2 separate regions of the Pan troglodytes genome follow, and region 2 is linked to region 1. The links are chromatin contacts, called in public HiChIP or PLAC-seq maps. All regions are on one chromosome and are shown on one strand. Each heading gives the region's core, a stretch centred on a gene start, on an enhancer-like site or on the middle of the called end of the contact. The rest is flanking DNA. Distances are from core to core; before and after follow the strand shown.

The links. HiChIP or PLAC-seq counts read pairs in DNA pulled down with a chosen protein or histone mark.
Region 2: a contact with region 1 is called in an H3K4me3 HiChIP or PLAC-seq map of stem cell-derived excitatory neurons, with 5 times the contacts expected there. The contact joins the promoter of LOC134808901 here to the promoter of MRPS7 in region 1. A contact is called at or near these places in 3 of 7 Hi-C or Micro-C datasets (blood, induced pluripotent stem cells and stem cell-derived neural progenitor cells) and 1 of 1 datasets of contacts at active chromatin or transcription factors (stem cell-derived excitatory neurons).

What each region holds. Positions count from the first base shown.
Region 1 is chr19:88,254,607-88,258,544 of NHGRI_mPanTro3-v2.0_pri, reverse strand. MRPS7 (mitochondrial ribosomal protein S7) reads right to left here and starts at 2,010. Exons shown (of 5, transcript XM_054670648.2): 1 at 1,885-2,010; 2 at 925-1,116; 3 at 746-809; 4 at 109-276. The coding sequence starts at 1,967. GGA3 (golgi associated, gamma adaptin ear containing, ARF binding protein 3) reads left to right here and starts at 1,990. Exons shown (of 16, transcript XM_016932925.4): 1 at 1,990-2,063. The coding sequence starts at 2,024.
Region 2 is chr19:88,400,612-88,404,549 of NHGRI_mPanTro3-v2.0_pri, reverse strand. LOC134808901 reads left to right here and starts at 1,934. Exons shown (of 2, transcript XM_063799256.1): 1 at 1,934-3,744. The coding sequence starts at 2,033. The coding sequence ends at 2,692. It overlaps GRB2 (growth factor receptor bound protein 2), which reads left to right and starts at 2,199. Exons shown (of 6, transcript NM_001246617.1): 1 at 2,199-2,365.

The DNA of each region.
Region 1 (3,938 bases), core at 761-3,260:
CCCACTGCACCAGCTAGAAAGCTATCAATCTTGACCCAACTCCCAAGCACCACCTATCTTGTTTCACATGTGGAGGGCCCTGCTTTCTTGCCCTGGCCATTCATTCACCTGGTAGAAACGGCCTCCCTTGAGGATGGGTACCAGCCCAATCATAGGCTCACAGTTTTTCAGTGCTTGATGGAAGATGGTGTAGGGGTTGCGTTCGATGGTTGCCTGTTCCTCTGCAGAAGCGGCATGGTACTTCTCAAACTGCTTCCGTTTCACAGCTTCCAGAGTCTGCAAAAGAATATGGTGGAAGAGGCTGCCCCAGTCTCCCTAAAGGGTTTACCCAGCCAAGCTAGTACCTTGCCCTTTACTCCCATCCTCTGGTTCTGCGCTGGCAATGCAGCTCCTCTCACAGCACATCCAAAACAAAGTTAAGTGCCTCCCCCTTTGCTAGACTAGGACAGAAAGAGTGGATTGAGATTTGTGGCGTGGAGGGGGTGGGGGGTGAGGTGGGGAATGGCAGTTGTTTTATTTTTCATTTGTTCCTTTTTTTTTAATTGTGTGTTTATTTCCGAAACACCAAGGAATGGCAGTTGTTGACTCCTACAGGGCTTCATTAAAGCCCGTACACATGCAGGGAAGTTAATCTGAATAATAGATACATGAATCCATTTGCTCTTAAGCTACACTGAAAGTACCAAGTACAAGGCTACGGGGTAGGGGGGCAAGAAAGATGACTGAGGAGGGAAGTGCTGTTTACCTGAATCATGAGGGATCTGGCCAGTACTTTGTTTCCTCCTATCATCATCATGTTGGTGAATTTACTTCAAAGAGAAAAGCAACACGTTTAGCTCTCCAAGGCTGTATCACAGAATCCTCACCAGAAACCCTCCCTGGGATAGTCCCAGTCCATGTAACAAGTGTTTGTTTCCATCTAACCTGATGACTGGGTCTTCAAACACAGAACTTGTTTTCCCTGCTGGAGCAGCTTTGATGAGCTGAGTCTTCTTGAGCTCCCGATCATACTTCTCCTCCTCAGTTAGCTCCTCCACAGGCTTGCGATAATACTCCTTGTCAATCAAGGGATCCTTGAATTCAGGACTATAGCGGCTCCATCTCACCTGAGTTAGCCTGGGAGGGGGGGAAAAGGAGGAGGCAGGCAAAAGCTGACTCCACAAGCGAGTAGGTTTGACTTAACAACAGGCATGACTGCCAACGCGCCGACGAGGGAGAGCGGCGCGGAGACCGCGAGCTAAACCTGAGCCACAACAATTCAGGCCCTTGTCCCAAGTAGGAGGACATTCCCCAAGCAGGCGGGTAAAGTCTCCTCCTGGTCAAGTGCTAACGGTAAGGATGGGCTTGGCGCCTACACACCCATCCCAATTCACAGGCGATCCCAGCTCTGAGCTCTTTAGCTGAACCGCACTGTCAGCTCCGCGTTAGAACCCTAGATCGTCCAGACTCCTTAGGCGAGAGGTAGTCACTAAACCTTCGGATTGGCCCAGGGTCACGCAGCTAACTTAGAAGCTTGAATCCAGATACTCCGGCCCCCAGGGCAGTGCTCTCTCTAGGGGCCCACGCGGCCTGCCTGTGGCCCCCTTCCTTCCTCGCAGCGCCCCCCCGCTGCTCGCCACCCTCTCACCCTGGAAGCTGCAAGACAGCCCGCCGCACGCCCAACGCCAGGCCCGACCATCCTCGGGAAACCTTCACTGCGGGGGCAGCCATCTTGGCTGGCCACGAGGACCCCACAAGGACTGCCCTCGGCGCGCCTGAGCGAGTGAAGGGAAACGGGTGAAAAAGACTCCTCAGGGTCCTAAATCTGCGTTTCTCTGCACTGATCTGGACGTTAGAGTTTTTCACTCCGGGGTCCAAAGGGAAGCGCCAAAAGGAAACACTTGCCCTCCCAGTATCCGTCGCAGTCTGGCGCGGCCCTCGGTGACGGCACTCACTCCTCTCAGGACCCCATGCAGGCCCCGCCCCATCTCAGCTCGTGCAGACTCTCGCGAGTTTTGAAGCCGCGGGGCCGGGCGGCTGCAATATGGCGGAGGCGGAAGGGGAAAGCCTGGAGTCCTGGCTCAGTGAGTAGCCGCGGCCGTTTCTGCCTGCCCTCGAGCCGCTGGGCTGCCCCTGTCTTCACCCCCACGTCCCCTCCCCGGGCTCCACGGCGTTGCCTCTTGGCAGCCCACGCCCGGTCTCGCCCTCGCCGCGAGCAGCCTGCGATCACGCCCCTTCCCTATCAGGGCGCCGGGGCCCCAGTCCGGCCCCCGCTTCCCTCGCTGCGGCGCGTCCTCTTGCTCTGGCGCGCGGCGGCGTGAATTCGGGGTCCCGTCGGGCACCGCAGGCTCGGGGAAAGGCGACAGCCAAGATCTTCGGGCTGACATGCTTCGGCGCTTTGGGGAGATTGTGGTGGGGTCGCCGCCTGGCGGTGACTCCAGGAACCCAGCGCCCCAATCCCTGACTAAGGGAGAAGCTTCGGATTGGGGCTGAGTCTCCGGTAGTGGTGGGTGCTGCCGACTGCGTTCAGTCGCCTGGCAGCTTCAGAATTGTGACCATGTGTTGGAGAAGTGACGGCTTCGCTCAGGCAGAATGCTTGAAGTGAGAATAATATTCCAAAGAGAGCGATGATAGAGAACAGAGAGCTCTACCTTTTTCCTGCAGTGACCACAGAAGCATGGTGAAATCGGTGTCGGGAACTCCCCCCCCACACACATACATATACCCCCTTGAACATCCTAACGAGTCAGTGTTGATAGCCTATTCTGAGTAAGGCTGAGGAGCAGTCTGAAGCTGTAGTTATAGAAGCGTATTGCTGTCATTGCACTGTGAATTACAGCGCTACGAAGGAAATGTGTGTTAACCTGGTTAGCAGGTAGTACTCTGCCTGAGGGTTAATAAGTGAACTTTCCTGTAGGCTAGACCTGGAAGCCTCCTTTAAGTGGAGAGAGAAATTGGACTGGTAATGGGATAGGTGAGATACCTAGTATTGCCTTGTTCTGAGGTCTCTTATTTAGTACTGCTTCCGGGATCTTGGAGGTGATAGCTATTTCCTCAAATTGTCTGATTTTTCCTAGTAAGAAACCCCCTTCAGGAGGTTGAGCTTCAGTTTAAAGGGGAGCATATCCCAAAAGAGAGAAAAAGTAAGATCACGTTTGCAAAATCTGCAGTTGCAGGCAGGTCATAAGGCTTCTTTATATATGGAACTGTTCTCCAAGGAGCTCAAAGTACTTTACAGATATTCATTAAATTAGTTTACCAAGTATCCTAGCAAAGCAGGCACTACTGCCATAATTTCACAAAAAGAGGACATCCTGACTCCAGTCAAACCACTTGCCCAGAAATGCCTAACTTGCTATAACCACAGTGGAATTAGTTTGCTTTGAAGGTATTAATATGGGTATTGAATAATTTAAATGACCTAAGCTGAGTTTAATAGGCTACATTTAGAGTTACATTTTGTTTTTGTTACTTGTTTTTGAGACAGAGTCTCGCGCGCTGTTGTCTAGGCTGGAGTGCAGGGGTGCGATCATAGCTCACTGCAGCCTTGAACCCCTGTGCTCAAATAAGTCTTCTACCTCAGCCTCCTGAGTAGCTGGGACTATAGGCACACGCCACCACGCTTGGCTAATTCTTTTGATGTTTAGTAGAGATGAGGTCTTGCTGTGTTGCCCAGGATGGTCTCAAACTCGAGTTCAAGTGATCCTCCCACCTTTCCCTTACAAAGCGCTGGGATTACACACGTGAGCTACCGCACCCAGCCTAGAGTCACATTATGAAATGAGAGGGACCCACTTGGTTGGGGGGGGAGTCACATGGTATCTGTAGAGACATAAGCTTCACAGTTGTTATGACTTAATAATGTGAACTGTACCAGTTGAACAAACCAGCAGTTGGGGTTCAGCATCGTCTCAGTCAGGGTCCTTGTCACCCCACGTTTGCCTGAATTGTTGCAGAAG
Region 2 (3,938 bases), core at 685-3,184, 150 kb before region 1:
AAAATGGGGATATTACCCACCCTGTGGAGGCGCTATGACTTAAGTATGCATCAAGTGGTAAATAGAGGGTCCTTTTCTTATTTTCACCTCATATCAGACACCTCCTGCTCAGAAACCTTCAGAGGTTGCCCATCACTTGACTATGACACCTAAGCCATGCATTTTGCATTTTGGCCCCTCTCTCTCATCACTCTTCCCCCCAATTACTGGGGCTTGGACTAATCAAAAACATTGGTTGATGGCCAGGAGTGTTGGCTCACATCTGTAATCCCAGCACTTTGAGAGGCTGAGGCAGGTGGATCACCTGAGGTCAGGAGTTCGAGACTAGCTTGGCCAACATGGCGAAACCCTGTCTCTATTAAAAATACAAAAATTATCTGGGTGTGGTGGCAGGCTGCTGTAATCTCAGCTACTTGAGAGGCTGAGGTGAGAGAATGCTTGAACCCGGGAGGCGGAAGTTGCAGTGAGCCAAAATCATGCCACTGCACTTGCAACAGTGCAAGTCTCAAAAAAAAAAAAAAAAAAAACAGGCGTGGTGGCTCACGCCTGTAATCCCAGCACTTTGGGAGGCCAAGGTGGGCGGATCACCTGAGGTCAGGAGTTTGAGACCAGCCTGACCAACATGGAGAAACCCCATCTCTACTAGAAATACAAAATTAGCTGGGTGTGGTGGCACATGCCTGTAATCCCAGCTACTCGGGAGGCTGAGGCAGGAGAATCCCTTGAACCCGGGAGGCGGAGCTTGCGGTGAGCCAAGATCGCGCACCATTGCACTCCAGCCTGGGCAACAAGAGCAAAACTCCGTCTCAAAAAAAATAAAAAAATTAAAAAATGGCTGATTCCATTACTCTTTCCTCTTTCCTCCCTGCTTTCACTTTGCCATTCAAACCAAATCCTTCTTGATTAGCTCAGCACCAAGTACTGGCTCCCTCCTCAGCCATCCCTATGTGTAGTTCAGTGGCACTTGGGGCCAACTGCTTGTCTTACAGATTAGGCAACTCTAGATTACAAAGCACTGAAAGCAGGGGCTTCATCTGGTTGGTCTTTGACCCTGCAGAGCCCCTTGCACACAGGTGATGCTCAATAAATACTTGGTGAAAGCACAATTCATTTTCTGTGTTTCAATGGGCTTGTTTTCTCTATAGAATCAGATGCTTGGTTATTCTCACCTCAGCGCTATTTTGTCGGCTTCCAGAAGGCACAGTAACACTAGGTGTGTTCTGTTCTATCCTTTAATTGGAAGAGCTTTGGGAACTGAAAAATAAGAATTATTACTCCAAGCCTCATCTTCTGCCACTCCCCCGTACTCGCCGGCCTCATACAGGAATTGAACTACTTAGCACTGCACAGAACACGACTTTCTCTCTCACGCCTCCGTTCCTCTGTACTTAGCCTCTGTACTTACGTGCCATTCCCTTTCCCTGAAATGCCCTTACTCTGGCTTCTCTGCCTGGCAAATTCCTACTCATCCTCCAAGACTCAGCTCAGACATCGCCGCATCACATCTGTGAAGGCTCTTCTGCAATGGGCAGTGTAGCAGTACCCCCTCCATTTTTTTAGCTTCCTCAGCAAACTCCAAATAATTATAACAGTACTTATGGCATTATTTGTTTATTTTTCTGCTACTTCCTAGACCGTGAATTCCTTAAGGGCCAAGATTTCTGTTCTATACCCAGCACAGTGTTCGGCCTATATTTGAGAATCCGGTCCGTACAAACTCTGCAGTGATTCAATCAATGAGCAAACAAACTCACCAATCATTCAACACTGCAGAGTTTGTACGGACCGGATTCTCAAACATTTTAAGACCTGGTCCTCTATTTGGAGTGCTTCATTCTGGAAGATCTCTTCCTCCCCCCAGCCCCTACCCATCCAACTGCCTAGGTTTGGTAGAAGAGGAAAAGAAAGTGATTAGACGGGGGAAGAGTCCTTCAGGGCTAAGCTGTCATTTACCCGCTCTGGCACCGAGAGGGTTACGGCGACCCGGGGGCGGAGCCGTGCCGAGGCCACCTGCTGCGGGGCGGTCTGGCGCATGCGCCTGACACCTAGCTGGTTCCCTACCTGCAGGGGCCCGGCTGAGGAGGAGCGCTTGCGCTCTGGGCCTTTTCCGCCGGGGGAAGTCTCGCGGGGGCGGGGCGGGGCGGGGCCTCGTGGAGAAGTTCTCGCGGGACACCGACGGGGAGCGGAAGCCAGGAGGCATTGCTGCTTCGGCGACCGGGCGGCGGCGGCTGTGGCAGAGCCTGTGCCTGTGGCGGTGACGGCGGCGGGAGCAAGCGCTGCCCTCGCAGAGCAGCCTTGGGGTCGCCGGCCGCTCGCAGCGTTGTGGAGGGGCGGGCCGGACGCTGAGCGGAGCAGCTGCGCCACGGTGAGTACGGGAGGCTGCGCTCGGCGCCTCTCTGGTGCCTTTTCCTCTCGGCTCTACAGAGGGAGTGGGCCCCGGGGGAACCGGGACCGGCCCCGGGGTTCGCGTCGGGGCGGCGAGGCTTGGGACGTGGAGCGGAATCCCCGGGGCTCCGGACTCTACGTTTCCCCTTTTGGGGCGCTTCCTTTCTGGGGACCGTCCTCCTCCGGCTCTTGGCTCTGGGCAGTCCGGGGGAAGAGGTCGGGGTTCTCTGGCGAGGTCCCCTGCCTTCATCGGGAGGGTTTGCACGGAAGGGGCCCGGGAAGCCCAGGCGGGCCGAACGCCGACTGAGTCAGTCTACCCGAGCCTGGCGGCGGGGGACTGGTGTGGGCTGCAGCTGCGGTGATTGATGTGCCTTCGACCTGCACGGCAACCACGTCACCATCTCCTGGCGTCTTTGGGCTTAATTTTGTGCGGGAATCCACTTTGGGGTAGAACGTTTGCTGCTGGAGCCGGGGGAGATACCTTTTTTCTGACACTTAAAAAAAAACTATTTGAAAAATATTTGTCAAGAAAAATTCAGCAGTAGCAGGTTGGACTGCACCGAGGAAGGATTGCGGTGAGAGCGGGCGCTGGTAATTTTCATTTGCAGCGCGCCCTCTCTATGATTGTAAGCCACACATGAGTTATGGCTTGTTTAGAAAGTTTTTCAAGGCTGGCTTCAAACGCTGTGAAAGTGCAGTTTGCAGGGGACTGAAGTGCACTTGAGGTCTGTCTCTTTTTGATGCTGTTGACTTTCCGAAATGTCAGACACATGAGAGAAATTAGCATTAGTCTATTTTGGCTTTCTTATTCCTCTTTCTCCAGTTATTTCCTTCCCTCTCTATCTGCTTCTGTCCTTTCCACTAGGGACACGAAATGCTTGTGTAATGCAAGTCATTTGCCCCTTCCTCCCCCCCCCCCCTTTTTTTCTAATGTACTTCCCCTTCCTCCTTGTAGTCCCCACTCTGGCGTAATTTTTCGAGGTTTCTTCCCTTTCGTGCTGTTCGTTTTCTCTCATTTCAAGATTCCGTCTTTTTTCTCGGGAAGAGACTCTCTTTCCTTGCTTTCGTTCGTTTACTTTTGCGCGTCCCCTGCGTTCCCTGCAGTCAGCCAGAAGGGTTGCTAGAGAGCCGTGGGAGGCTGAAGTCCCCTCTCTGAGAACGGGGAGGCTCAAAATATTGAATTCATCCCTAAGAAATCAGTCCTGCCACTAGGTCACAAGTGTGGTTTGCTTGTATTATTTTTGTCTTTTACTCTTTTTCTTTTAAGATTATGCTTCTGTGCCTGCTTATGTTTTCTTCTAGTATGTCTTTATAATAGGAAGATTGGGTCAGCTCAGTGACTTTTTTTTTTTAGGCAGAGTTTTGCTCTTTTTGCCCAGGCTGGAGTGCAATGGTGCTATATCGGCTCACTGCAACTCTGCCTCCTGGGTTCAAGCGATTCTCCTGCCTCAGCCTCCCGAGTAGCTGGGATCACAGGCGCCCACCACCACGTCCAGCGAATTTTGTATTTTTAGCAGAGATGGGGTTTCACTGTGTTGCCCAGGCTGGTCTTG